2 separate regions of the Mus musculus genome follow, and region 1 is linked to region 2. Evidence: chromatin contacts called from public Hi-C data. All regions are on one chromosome and are shown on one strand. Each heading gives the region's core, a stretch centred on a gene start, on an enhancer-like site or on the middle of the called end of the contact. The rest is flanking DNA. Distances are from core to core; before and after follow the strand shown. Region 1 holds the start of Hoga1 (4-hydroxy-2-oxoglutarate aldolase 1). Region 2 overlaps Mms19 (MMS19 cytosolic iron-sulfur assembly component).

Region 1 (6,242 bases), core at 1,483-3,982, 89 kb before region 2:
ATACTCTTCATTTAAACAATCACAAATTAACAATACTTTATCAGCATTTGAGAGGCAGAGGCAGGGATCTCTGAGTTCGAGGCCAGCCTGGTCTACAGAGGGAATTCCAGGACAACCGGGACTACACAGAAAAAAACCCCGTCTCAAAAAAAAACAAATCAAAACAAATAACTTCACAGTCTCAGACTAAGCCTTCAAGAATATTCTGTGTTCATTGAAGCACCAAGGGCAGGTTCCCACCTCTTTGGAGGGCTTGTTACCCACACTGATACAAAGTAGCAATAGCATTTGGCAACTGTCTTTATCTTCTCCTGAGTGTTAAGATTGCAAGGTCTATTCCAGAAAGAGAAATATCAATGTTTGGCTAAGTGCAAGAACCTTGAAAAGACACCCCTGACTCTTCGTCCTCTGTGCCAGCCTATCTTGGCTGCCTATCTTGGGGGAATTATACTGAGCCACTGGCTAAGATCCTGAGGGCTTAGCTCCTATTCTCAAGTAAGGAAACTGGACTACAGAGGGAGTGTGATTTCTCTTATATTTTTGGTTGTGAGCCTAGCCTTTAATGTCTGAGCCATCTCTCCAGCCTGAGTGTGATTTCTCAGTTGCTATAATAGCCAGAGGAGGAGTCTTCCAACTTCAGAGATTGGTCGCCTTCCTCCCAAAGCCCCAATCTCCTGCTATGTGGTGAATGGAGGAATCAGACAGCATCAGGAACCCAGAAGCCAAATCCTTCCCTCTACCAACCAACCAAACAACAAACCTGCCCAGGGCACCCGATGCTGGTTGCATGAGTTAGAGAGACAAAGGGGGAATTCAAAGACAACTGTGGAGATCTCTGTGAAATCCTAAATACAGGATTTCAGAAACACAATGGATACAGAAGCCAGTCTTCTGGCCCCTACACTAAGTGTCCTTGATCTTTAAGCTGAAGCACAGTGTTCAATTTGAAGCTAAGGGTTATCCCTCCAGGCCAGCATAAGCAAGTTCTAGTAGCCATGCTATCCCCTGCTCACTCAGAACGTGCACCCAAAGGCCACTGTCCCTTCACAAACATCATCTGGGTCCTGAGCTATGAAGTGGGCTCACCTGGGCCAGTGGTCACTGTCACCAAGCACCAAGCAGTTTTGCTACAGTGTTGAATGAAAAAATAAAAAAAAAAATAAAAACTGAAAAAGGGCATGACTGCTCCTAGGTGTGGTGGAGGGAAAAGTTCATTGTAGGTCAAAGGGAGAGCATAGCCAGAGGCAGAAACATCTGGGAGAGTCCAGAGTGACCAGGACCCTGAGCCACTGAGGAGAGGAAGGAGGGGACGGGGGATGGGAGGGAAGGGAATCAGGTGCAGGGGCCAAGATGTAAAAGAAAGGGGTGGATAACCAAAATGGCTGCACTCTACAGAGAAGAGCCTCTGGGATAGGGCAGCCCAGCCCCCGAGCTGGAGAGTTGGGGAAAGAGGGAACTAGAGGGTGGGGTATGCCAGCCATACCTGTAACAGGTAGGGACTGAAGGAGGCTGGGAGAACCTGGCAGCCAGGTCCGCTTTGATATATTAAATAGATCCTTCAGATAGTTCTCCCAGGGTTTGAGACTTCCCAAGAGTCTATCCCTTCCAATCTATAGCACTATAGAATCTATACCATTCTTTTTCTTCACATTCTTCCAGATTCTTCTTCTGGCTGCCCCACAGCAAGAGCATTATCACTCCCGTGTGTCATATGGGGAAACAGGGCTAGAGTATCCCACGGAGTAAGACCACTGGCAAAACTGCAACTGGAAACTAGAGTCCACTATCCTAGCTGCTAGCTTGTACCTTCTTCTCAGTCAGAGGGAAGCCATTTTCCAAGCTGGTACCCACCAAACGACATTTGTAGGGATAGTCTTAGATAGATCCCACAACTTAGAATCAGTGGGCAGAACAGAGCTTCTAGTCAGCAGTTCAAGTCTCAGCTCAGCTATGTGTTAGCTGAGTGGCTTTAGACAGTGACCACATCTCTGGGAGCCCACGTTCCCTCCTACAAGATGGTGTCATTGACAGCACTGACCAGGAATTGCTCTGGGTGGGTGGAATGGGATGGAGCAGGGCAGGGGACTGCCCTTTTCTACCTTCTCTTACTGGACCTATGTCTGTGAGGCAGATGAATCTCACATAGGATGTAGTCCGTGGCCTCAAGGAGAGGACCCAGGTTAAAACAAGAGGTGGATCAGAGGATCCAGCACATTGAGCCCCCAGGCAGGCTCCAGGGGGAAGGAGGCTGAAAACAGGCTGCCCTCCTGTGTGACCTGGCTAGCGCCTTCCCATCAGCAAGCGGGCCTGAGAGACAAGGATGCCCCCATTCACTGCCCCATGTTTTCACTACAATAACCCTGGGAGTAAAGAAGGTGCCTTAGCCCTTCCCAGATGGGGAAACAAAGGCAGGTGAGGCTCTGTCCAAAGTGCCAGAGCTTCCCCACAGCTCCCCACCCTCCTGGATCTGGCTCCCCAACTTCCCTCTTACCTCGAAAGGGGAAGGTGGCCAGTCTGTTCAGGTTCTCTTCCAGTTTCCCATAGTCTACCTCTGCGGTGGCGGTGAATGGGGTGGTCACGGGTGGGTAGATGCCGGCAATGTCTACCTTCTTGCCCTTCACATTCCTAGACAAGCCCCTGCTCAGACCCTGCCTCATGGAGGCCCAAATTTGGGGGCCCAGCATTTCTGCGGGAGGTCTGGAGCCTCAGCTGTCTGTGACCACAGGGGAACTGAGTTTGGACTCCTTCCTCCCCGCTCTGTTAATGATCTACATACACAGTTAAAATTTTGTGTTCCCACCACAACCTGTGGGCATGGCTTGGGAGCGTGCAGCTTTGCACTGGGTGTCCCAGGTCGGGGGCGGGTCTAGAGAGTCTCCAGGCCGGCTTTCTTCCCTGCTGGAAAGCCGCTGGAGAAACGCCACAATTACGGCCTAAAAGAGAGCTGGCCCTTGGGGTTTCAACACTAAAAACAGTCTCTGACAGGGACCTCTTTACCCAGCGCCAGGGCCTGGAGCCACCCACCCCACCCTTACCCCCGACCCCAACACGCACACCCTCCGTTTCCAGGCTGGCTGAACATGACGGAACTGATTGGTTGAGCTGGCCTGGCCCCGCCCTACTGTAGCCAACCACTTGCTCTTCCAGAAGCAGTTGTGAAAAATCACTCCTCCTGTCTACAAGTGGCTGCCAAGGGCCGTCACGTGTTAGCCCTCTGCTGGCCACACAGGGACACACAGCTCCATGGAACAGTCTTGAAGATAGGAGCAGAAGATGAGTATGCCACAGTGTGAAACATACCACAATCGCGGCCCCAGGGATTAGGAAAGAAAAGCAGGATGAGAGGGACAAAGCAAGGCCAGGCCAGCGTCGGGAGACCTACTAATTCAGGACCCAAGGGACTCCACATTTCCTGCGTTCCCAAGCTCACTCTAGCATCCAGTCTTTGCTCTTACGTGTTTGGAGCACGAACAGAGACAAACGCCACAAATAGCAAAGCCAGCACTTTATTGTGTTGCATCTAGGGGTGTTCCTGCTAGACTGGCTGCAGGCAGCTCATAGTAGGGGGTTGGGTGCCCAGCTCCGGGTAGGTATTTACTGGGCTGGTATAGGCTGAGGTGTCTCACGGCCACTCCCAGGCCTCTCCAGTCCGTTCTGCTCTGATTCTGGCTCGGGATGCTCCAGGGCATGCCGGGTGTCTGCTTGCCAGAGCTGGACCAGGTCCGTGGGGGTCTTTCCCGCCTGGAGAAAATAGAAGTAGACATACTCAGATTTGAGCAGTCCACCCGAAATTGTCTTCAGCTGTACCAGTGGTTCTCAGCTAGAGGCAAATGCCCAGGGGTAAAGCCATCTTGCATTTCACAACTAGAGGTTATGGTTGCTACTGCTATCTAGTGGGCAGAGACCTGAGATGCTGGGACAGTGCACAGGAAAGTCCCTTCATTATGAATCGTCCAGCCCCAGTGTCTGCAAGGCTAAGACCATCCACACCCTCTCCATGTGCTCTTGCTTCCCTCAATGTCCCTATGCTTTCCTGTGCCAGAAGAACTTTTCCATGCCCCTCTCCTGTGATTGTTCTGTGAACCAATAGATAGGCTTGGGCCAGAGGACATCTATTCATAGAAAGTCTGAGACCTACCACGAACCAACATGAGGTGCTAGAATGGCCACACCAACCAAGTAATTTGATTCCCTTTCCACTGGCCCTCCATGGATTGGGCCTGGGCACTGCGATCCCCTTCACCTATCTGGGAACCTTGGGGAAGTCCTCCCATTACCTCTCTTATTGTTTCTCTAAACTTATGCTTTGGGCCTTGACACATGAAGGGAGACCTGGGATTAGGATGGTGTAGCCAAGCGCCAATGACATGAGTACCTAGGCTGTGGCTGCCCCATGGCCTCTGCAGAACATCCACCATGCAAGGGCACCCCAAACCACCAAGCCCGAGGAACAGACTCACCAGGTTCTTAGCCATCATGTCCGCCCCATGCAAGAGCAGCAGTTTGATGATTTTGTAGCGGTTGAGTCTCACGGCATCATGTAGGGCACTGTCCCCTTCCTAGAATCAGTGTAGCACACAGGTAACCCTTGAGGTCAGTGGGTGGGTAGGGTGATAGGAGATGGGGCTAAAGACCTTGCTCAGAAGCAGACACCCTAGGGTCCTGTAAGGAAGGACTACTCGCCCTTGGCAGCCTGGTAGGCTGCTGTTACACCCATATTGGCTGAGCAGGGGAGCAAGCAAGGACTCACTCTGTCTTTGGCATTGATATCCAAGCCCAGGGAAAGAAAATGTTCCACAATCTCCACGTGTCCAGTACGGACGGCCACATGCAGGGGAGTGCTCAGTAGCTGTGCGGGAGGAAACAGGACTGTTGGCACATGGGCCTGGGCTGTGGTATCCTGGGGTGGAAGAGCTATCTCCAGCTTAATCCTACTCTCAAGTCCGAGTGCCAAAGCCTGAGCCTTGGACAGGAGAGAATGGTCCAACATACCACTATCCCTCCCAGTTGCCTGATCGTACAGCTCTAAGTGCCACCTCCTCTGGCGAGCCTACTACAGTTCCCTTCTTGCCTGGCAGTGAACTATTGTCCACTCCTCCACCTTTGTAAAAAGTCAGGGACTCTGGGCTGGAGAGATGGCTCGGCGGTTAAGAGCACTGACTTCTTCCAGAGGTCCTGAGTTCAATTCCCAGCAACCACATGGCGGCTCACAACCATCCGTAATGGAATCCAATACCCTCATCTTGTATATCTGAAGACAGCTACAATGTACTCATATACATAAAATAAATAAATAAAATCTTAAAAAAAAAAAAAAAAGTCAGGGCCTCACTACCTAGCCCAGGCAGCTGCAAACTCTCAATTCTCTTATCTCTGCCTCCCAGGTATCTAGGTTCTCCTTCAATCAATTAACATGCTTATTCATTGGAACAGTGGGACTGAGCCCATGATCTTGCACATACTAAACAAGTATGCTACCATGGAGTCACACACCACACCTGGCGCACTTTCTTTAGTAATTTTTTTTTTTTAATGAGACAAAGTCTCACAGTGTAGACCAGGCTGACCTTGATCTTAGTGGTCCTCCTGCCTCTGCCTCCCGAGTACTAGGATTAAAGATGTGAAACCATCACCCAGCTCCGGCATTTTTGAATAATTATATTCGATGCCATTAACTGAGAAATGACTGTGGTAGATGTGGCAAAAGCTTCTTGTGTTAAAAAGTAATTCCTTTACAAACATTCTCCTCCTAATCTATGTAAGAACTCCACACGTTTTACGGCTGACAAACGGTGCCTTGGAAGCCAAGGTATTTGTTCAAGGTTCCATGTAAAGAGATGGATGAATAAATGAATAAACTGATGGACAGGCGGGTGGATGATGAAGGATGGCGGATGCCAAGGATGTACAAACCCTGTATCTTCTCAGTGGACCACAGCTCCAAGAGAGTATTGTCTTTGTCTCCTCTCAGCGCTTGCTCCTGCCAAGCTCCCTGGAGGGCCGGAAGCCTCTCTGCAGCTGACTAGAAACCAGGCTGGTCCTTTACCTGCCCACCGGCCACCACTTGAGCTTGTTTGCCATTGGCTGTCCCCATCCTCCCATGCACCCCAATGTGTACTGAAGCACTGCTTCACCTTGTCTCTCACGTTGGTGTCGGCCCCCCGGCTTTGCAGGAGTCTCACCACCTCCAGGTGGCCCCCACGGCAGGCCCAGTGCATGGCTGTGCAGTCCAGCTGGAAGGG
Region 2 (6,431 bases), core at 745-3,244:
GCTGAGAATGATCTTAATGTAACTGACAGTGTAACTCGGTGGTAGAGTACTTGCCTGGCATGCCCACATCCTCGGTTTGATTCTAGCATAAAATACAAGTTTGTTGGCCCACGCCTGTAGCGCCAACACTTGAAAGGTAAACACAAGGGAATCAGAAGTTCTAGGTCAACGTTAGCTACATCCAGTGTTCCAAGTTAGCTTGAGCTACATGAGATCATTTCTTATTAAAAAGGTGTTCTTGATGTAGTAAGTGAGAAATAGATTACAAGCCATACAATTAGTCATCTTAACAACATACAGAGAAGAAGCACGGCAGCTGGTAATTGGACTTATCTTTATCTCTAAGTGGTAAATAGTAGATGCGATAGAAAATGTGTTGGGGAGTGGTGTGGTAGCTCATATTAGTAATGCTAATTAGCATTTAGGAGGCTACATAGCAACCGTTCCAAGACACAGGAATAAAGGTAAAGGGGAATGGAATGTGCCTGGGTTGGGAAGACAGCTTAGTGGTACAATGCTTGCCTGGCATGTACAAAATGCTTGTTTTAATTCTAGCACTGCAAAAATAAGTGACTTGCTGGGTGTCACCACTCAGTACACACCTTTAATCCCAGCACTTGGGAGGCAAAGGCAGACGGATCTCTCTGAGTTCAAGGCCAGTGTTGTCTAGAGTTCCAGGAGAGCCAGGGCTACTTAGAAAAACTCTCAAGAAACCGAAAAATAAAATAAATGCCTAAAGACAAAAATATGTTAAGAGTGAGCAAGTTTTTTTGCTGGGGCTCGTGGTGTATGATTGTGCTAGATTGTGTCTAAGGATTGCCTGTTCTGCAGGCTTGCCAGGTTCAGACTTATGTCCAAGGGTGGCCTGAAAATTGTACAAAGCCATGGTTCCTTTCCATTTTCAGCCGCCTAACGATCCTTATGGCATCCAGAGAGAGGATCTCATCCTGAGTCTCCGTGCTGTGCTGGCGTCTACACCGCGCTTTGCCGAGGTGGGTCTGCTCTAATGTAACAGTCTCTGCCCAGAGAACGCTCCGAAGAAAGAGCCGTGTGGGGGTCTGCTCAGGGCTCAGCAGTAAGAGCACTGGCTGCTCCTCCAGAGAACCCAGGTGGGATTCCCAGTACCCCATGGTGGCTCACGGCCATCTGTCACTCTAGTTCCAGATGATACAACACACCTTTCTGGCCTGCATGGCATCAGACATGCATGTGATATACTGACGTGCCTGCAAGCAAACATTTATACACGTAAAACAAAATTATAACAACAAGTTTTTTGGAAAGTAAAAGCATAAGGAGATAGAATGCTCCATTATGTATCTTAGGGTTGATGTTCTATAAGTGTCTTATATGTCAAATACTTTCAGACTTTCAGCATTGAAAACGTCATCATTTCATCCCCTAAAATACTGATGTCTTCTGTAGACAGCGTACTTCACACACATCAGCTTTGCTAACGTACCTATTTCTTAAGTCCCACAGCGTAGCAGGAATGTTGGTTACAGTTGTAACTCGTGACCTGAACCCCACTCCTTGGTATAGCACCTGTCTCTTAGGGCTGATGATAATATGGGCATTGGTTCTGATGGCTAAAATATTCTCTCAGGCGTCTGCTTTTTCCTCCTTTGCTACAGTTCTTACTGCCTCTGCTAATTGAGAAAGTGGATTCGGAGATTTTAAGTGCCAAGCTGGATTCTCTGCAAACTCTGGTGAGTGTTTCTCCTTGGAGGATCCGGCTATCTCTGCACAGGTTAGTGATACTAAAGTGCAGCTTCGTGGACAGCCGGGGGTCAGTTCATGTGCCTCAGGGGCCAGGACTTAGGCTTATAATGTTTATCTAAGCACTGTATTACATTCATACTGTCTTACTCTGTGTAGCTAAGAACTGGTCAGTGTTCTTTTTCTTTTTGGATGTTTGAGAAAGGGTCTCTCAGGTCAGGCTGGCCTAATCTTTTTACTTCCACTTCCCAATTAATAAGATTAATGTGTGTTGCTAATGCAGACTTTGTCTTAGTGGAGGATGGGTGCTAGTAATTGAACCCAGAGCTTCATGTATCCTAGGTAAGCAAGCACTCTTTCACTGGGCTTTGTCATCAGCCTTGTACTTTCAATAAGAAATAGGCTGAGATCTTTTCTCAGCACTCAGTAGAACTGTTAGGACACCTTGAAGGTTTCCCTGCTGAGAATCCACCATATTTAGGTGCCCATGTATCCTGGAGCACCTTGAGCGTGAGCTAGCTAATGGCTGTGGTTCTTTTGGCAGAATGCTTGCTGTGCTGTGTATGGACAGAAGGAGCTGAAGGACTTCCTGCCCAGCCTTTGGGCTTCCATCCGTAGAGAGGTGAGTGTTGGTTACTTGAACTCACTGGTGTTAGTTGAGGAGAAGTAATGGCCCTTGCCTGTCCTTTTTCCTGTCTCCCAGGGTCAAGACGCTGTGTGTGTTCTTTTCAGTGAACAAGCAAGGGGATAGAAAGATTTCCAGTTGAATGTCAAAGAGGGCAGTTCTCTTTTGAGGGCTTCCTGCTTGGTGACAATACATGGCCACCTTTGTACAATGCCTGCTTCTTGTTCTGTCATGGCAAGGAGCATAGGTCTGGCACCATCTGAATGTAAAGAGAGAGAAAGAGACTTAAATAAGGGTCACAATAATCTCTATTCTATGTGGGTAACTGTTTCTTGCAGTATGTCATTCCTAGTGGGGTAAAAGACTTGTTGAACATATAACCAACCAAGATGATACTAGTAGATTGGGTTTTTAATTTTCATTGCTGTGCCCCAAACATTCTCAAGTACATATTCTTCTGCACCCCAAGAAGAAAGGCAGTGGAGTGGTGGGGACTTAGCTGGTACAAGCTCACCTCAGTAGCCATGGGATCCCTTCCTGACAGGTTTTCCAGACTGCTAGTGAGCGAGTAGAGGCAGAGGGCCTGGCAGCTCTCCACTCCCTGACTGCGTGTCTGTCCTGCTCTGTGCTGAGAGCTGATGCTGAGGACCTCCTTGGTTCCTTCCTCAGCAACATCCTTCAAGGTAATGGGACTGTGGAGCCAGCGAAGGGAGTGAGCACCTTAGAGCTGATATTCCTTTGGGCCAGTGGTCCTTTATGGGTGGCTCCCACATGTCCAATAATTTGGGGGCTGCAGCCCTACTTGTATTGAGAGCAGTTAGAGGCTAACTGATAGCAAATAGTTCCAGGTGTCAGTTTCCAACCTCTATGATTAAAGGGGAAACAGGCAATATTTGGCCTACTCCCCAGGTCTGTGATTGCTGCCTCTCTAGACTGCAGGCACCATCTATGTGAACCAGACATGAAACTTGTATGGCCTAGCGCTAAGCTGTTGCAGGCAGCTGCAGGTGCGTCTGCCCGGGCCTGTGAGCACCTCACCAGCAACGTGCTTCCCTTGCTGCTGGAACAGTTCCACAAGCACAGCCAGGTAAGGGCGACAGATGAGACTTGGGTGCCTGTGGTCCCTTTCTTGGAGAGACTGATACTCTAGTTTGGTCTCAGATAGATCTGGGTTTTCTGTTAGCCTTAGCTTGTTCCCTTGTTTACTCTCACATAGTCTCTGTCTTAAGTAAAAGGTTCATTGTTAGAATAGCAGAGCTGAAATCCTTTAACATAGTCTCTAACCCCAGTATTCCTTGAAATATCACAGAGCAACCAGCGTCGGACAATCCTTGAAATGATCCTGGGATTCCTAAAGCTACAGCAGAAATGGAGCTATGAAGACAGAGGTGAGGTCACTTGGAGTGAGGTATCCTGGGCAGTTATTGAGCCTTGTAGCCCAGAAGTACAGCAGGACAGAGTACTAGAGAGGAGTCCAGGAGAGTGGCCATGTTCATAGGCTGCAGTGCAATATTATACTGATGGCATTGCCATTTTCCAATGCATGTCTCCTAGAATCCCAGCTCTTAAAATCTGCCCAACGTTGTCTGCAGCACTGCAGTCAGGGATGGGTGTGAGCGCGTCTGACCTGGCCTTTGTCTCTCCTAGATGAAAGGCCTCTGAGTAGCTTCAAAGACCAGCTATGCTCATTGGTGTTCATGGCTCTAACAGACCCCAGCACCCAGCTTCAGCTTGTTGGCATCCGGACGCTCACAGTCTTGGGTGCCCAGCCAGGTACATGTCACAGGAGAAAGGACAAGGAGGGCATTGATCCCTCCTTGCATTCTCTGTCTTGAGTGAAGAGCAGTGTTTCCCTGTCCTCACTGCGGCACTGGGTGCTGTAATTTCTCCTAGGATTTCCTGGGAGGGCGGTGGCTACAAGGACACACAGATGCAGGTTGTGTTCTCTCTAACTGCAGGTCTCCTGTCTGCTGAGGACTTGGAGCTGGCAGTAGGTCACCTGTACCGACTGACCTTCCTGGAGGAAGATTCCCAGAGTTGGTGAGAATCTAAAGCAGTTGAGGTATCCTGGGCAGTTGTTCCCCACCTCTGTATCAGTAGCAGCAGATGCAGCCAGGGCCAGAGTTCTGTGCTGTGTGTTATGGCTCCTGAGTGGTCAGAAAGACAATGGCACAAGCCTTTAATCCTAGCACTCAGAGGGCAGAGGAAGGCCGATCTCTGTGAGTTTGACCTCAACCTAGTCTACAGAGAGTTCTAAGACAACTAGGGCTACACAAAGAAACACTGGCTCAAAAAGAAGGAAAAAACAAAAAACAAAAACGATACAAAAACAAAAAAAGAAGTCCTGTCCAACCAAGTGTTGTAGGACTTGGGTCTTGCTCTTCAGCAAGGTATCCATGATAGCCCATTCTCGTGGAGCTTCCTGCTCCCAGGCCTTGGGAAGAGAGGGATGGGCCAAGGCTCTGCTAATGCTGTTCATTGTCCCCAGTAGGGTGGCCGCACTGGAGGCATCAGGAACCCTGGCCACTCTGTATCCTGGAGCCTTCAGCAGACACTTGCTCCCCAAGCTTGCTGAGGAGCTGCATAAAGGTATGTGTCCTAACTGTTCCAACCCTTGCCAGCAGGGCTTTCTGAGAGGGCCTTCACACCACCACACAGGGAAAACTTATCTCACCAATTGCTTTCAGGGGAGTCAGATGTGGCTAGAGCAGATGGTCCCACCAAATGTTCCCGGCATTTCCGCTGTCTGCAAGCTTTGTCAGCTGTTTCAACACATCCCAGCATTGTCAAGGAGACACTGCCTCTGCTACTGCAGCATCTCTGTCAAGCAAACAAAGGTAAGTAGCAGTAACACTCATCAAGGGGCAGGACTAAATGGAACCCTGGTCTAGGGCCTGTAAGTTGTAATTGTAGTTGTACGTAGCAGTGACATGGTAAGCTCTTTAAAACCAATATCTAGTGATTGTTTATATGGTTATATTAATATAGCTATACAGTAAGCGGATGTACATTTATGGTTGTACAGTTCGGTGTTTCATCCAAATACACCATAAGAAAGGAAGTGGTCTACGGTTAGCTTACATATCAACCCTTTTGGTGTCTCGGAAGTCTTGAGAGTCATTTCTAGTTGGTATTTTGCAATATTCTAGAAACCGTTGTCATCCTTAGTTATCCTGTTGAACACTATATCTCTTGGGAGGATCCTCGGGGCTTCCTGGCTCACCCTCGTAGCTGATTCAGAGACCGTGCACACCCACAAAAGCTATTCTTCTAATCCCGTGTGGCACACAGTATCTACCCTCTCCCTCTTCTCCCTTTCACTTCCTTTCCGGTAACCAATATTTGAAACATGAAAAAAAAATTTTTCTTGTGGACATGGTAAACGTTAAAAATAAAAGAAAGAAAAGTCTGATACTTGGATTTCAGTCCAACTCTGTCAGTCTCATTATCTTCAAAAAACTGAATGAGCTACTCTTCTTGAATTACACAGTACACATCCTCTGCCCCGCAGCTCTATTTTAGAGATCTTGTTGTTCTATCTGTGTGTATAAAAGTTGCACCGTGAGCTGGGCATGTCGCTTAGTTGGTAGAGCACTGTCTAGAACACATGCAACACCGGGCCACATCCCCAGCACTGAATCAGATAGGCAAGGTCTTCCTGCCTGTATACCAACACTCAGATGTGGAGATAGGTAGGAAGATCAGAAATGCATGGACATCTTGGATACATAAAACCCTTCCCAAGGACCCTGGTTCAGCTCCCAGAACCCACATGGCAACTCACAAATGTCTGTCACTATAGTCACAGGGACCCCGATGCCCTCTTCTGGCACCGTTGGCACTAAGCATGCACACGGTACACAGACATGGTGGCAAAACACCCCTAGACCTGGAAGTGCTTTACAGAAAACCCTAAGGAGAATTCTGACGTTATCCTCCACAGGGAATATGGTTACAGAGTCCAGTGAAGTTGTTGCTGTCTGTCAGAGTCTCCAGCAGGTGGCAGAAAAATGCCAGCAGGACCCTGAGAGCTACTGGTATTTCCACAAGACAGCTGTACCCTGCCTGTTTGCATTGGCTGTGCAGG

The links. Hi-C and Micro-C count contacts between places; a contact is called where the count stands out from the background.
Region 1: a contact with region 2 is called in a Hi-C map of rod photoreceptor, with 4 times the contacts expected there. The contact joins the promoter of Hoga1 here to the enhancer-like site in region 2. A contact is called at or near these places in 15 of 39 promoter capture datasets (3T3-L1-derived adipocytes, the HPC-7 cell line, HPC-7-derived erythroid cells and 9 more), 16 of 484 Hi-C or Micro-C datasets (ECoMG myeloid progenitors, bone marrow-derived dendritic cells, bone marrow-derived macrophages and 11 more), 1 of 115 datasets of contacts at active chromatin or transcription factors (the HPC-7 cell line) and 3 of 9 other capture datasets (adipose tissue, liver and pancreatic islet).

What each region holds. Positions count from the first base shown.
Region 1 is chr19:42,042,360-42,048,601 of GRCm38.p6, reverse strand. Hoga1 (4-hydroxy-2-oxoglutarate aldolase 1) reads right to left here and starts at 2,732. Exons shown (of 7, transcript NM_026152.2): 1 at 2,492-2,732. The coding sequence starts at 2,684. Ankrd2 (ankyrin repeat domain 2 (stretch responsive muscle)) reads right to left here. Exons shown (of 9, transcript NM_020033.2): 6 at 6,135-6,233; 7 at 4,751-4,849; 8 at 4,461-4,559; 9 at 3,492-3,741. The coding sequence ends at 3,595.
Region 2 is chr19:41,952,419-41,958,849 of GRCm38.p6, reverse strand. It overlaps Mms19 (MMS19 cytosolic iron-sulfur assembly component), which reads left to right. Exons shown (of 31, transcript NM_028152.3): 9 at 906-992; 10 at 1,635-1,709; 11 at 2,264-2,341; 12 at 2,889-3,027; 13 at 3,277-3,431; 14 at 3,654-3,732; 15 at 3,992-4,117; 16 at 4,303-4,384; 17 at 4,833-4,933; 18 at 5,032-5,181; 19 at 6,288-6,431. Among named protein-coding and RNA genes, the nearest start is that of Zdhhc16, 22 kb to the right of the region's middle. Within about 2 kb of position 1,994, at least 2 of the 459 cell types and tissues checked have an H3K27ac peak or open chromatin away from gene starts, as enhancers often do. A contact at or near this core is called in rod photoreceptor, where this site is marked.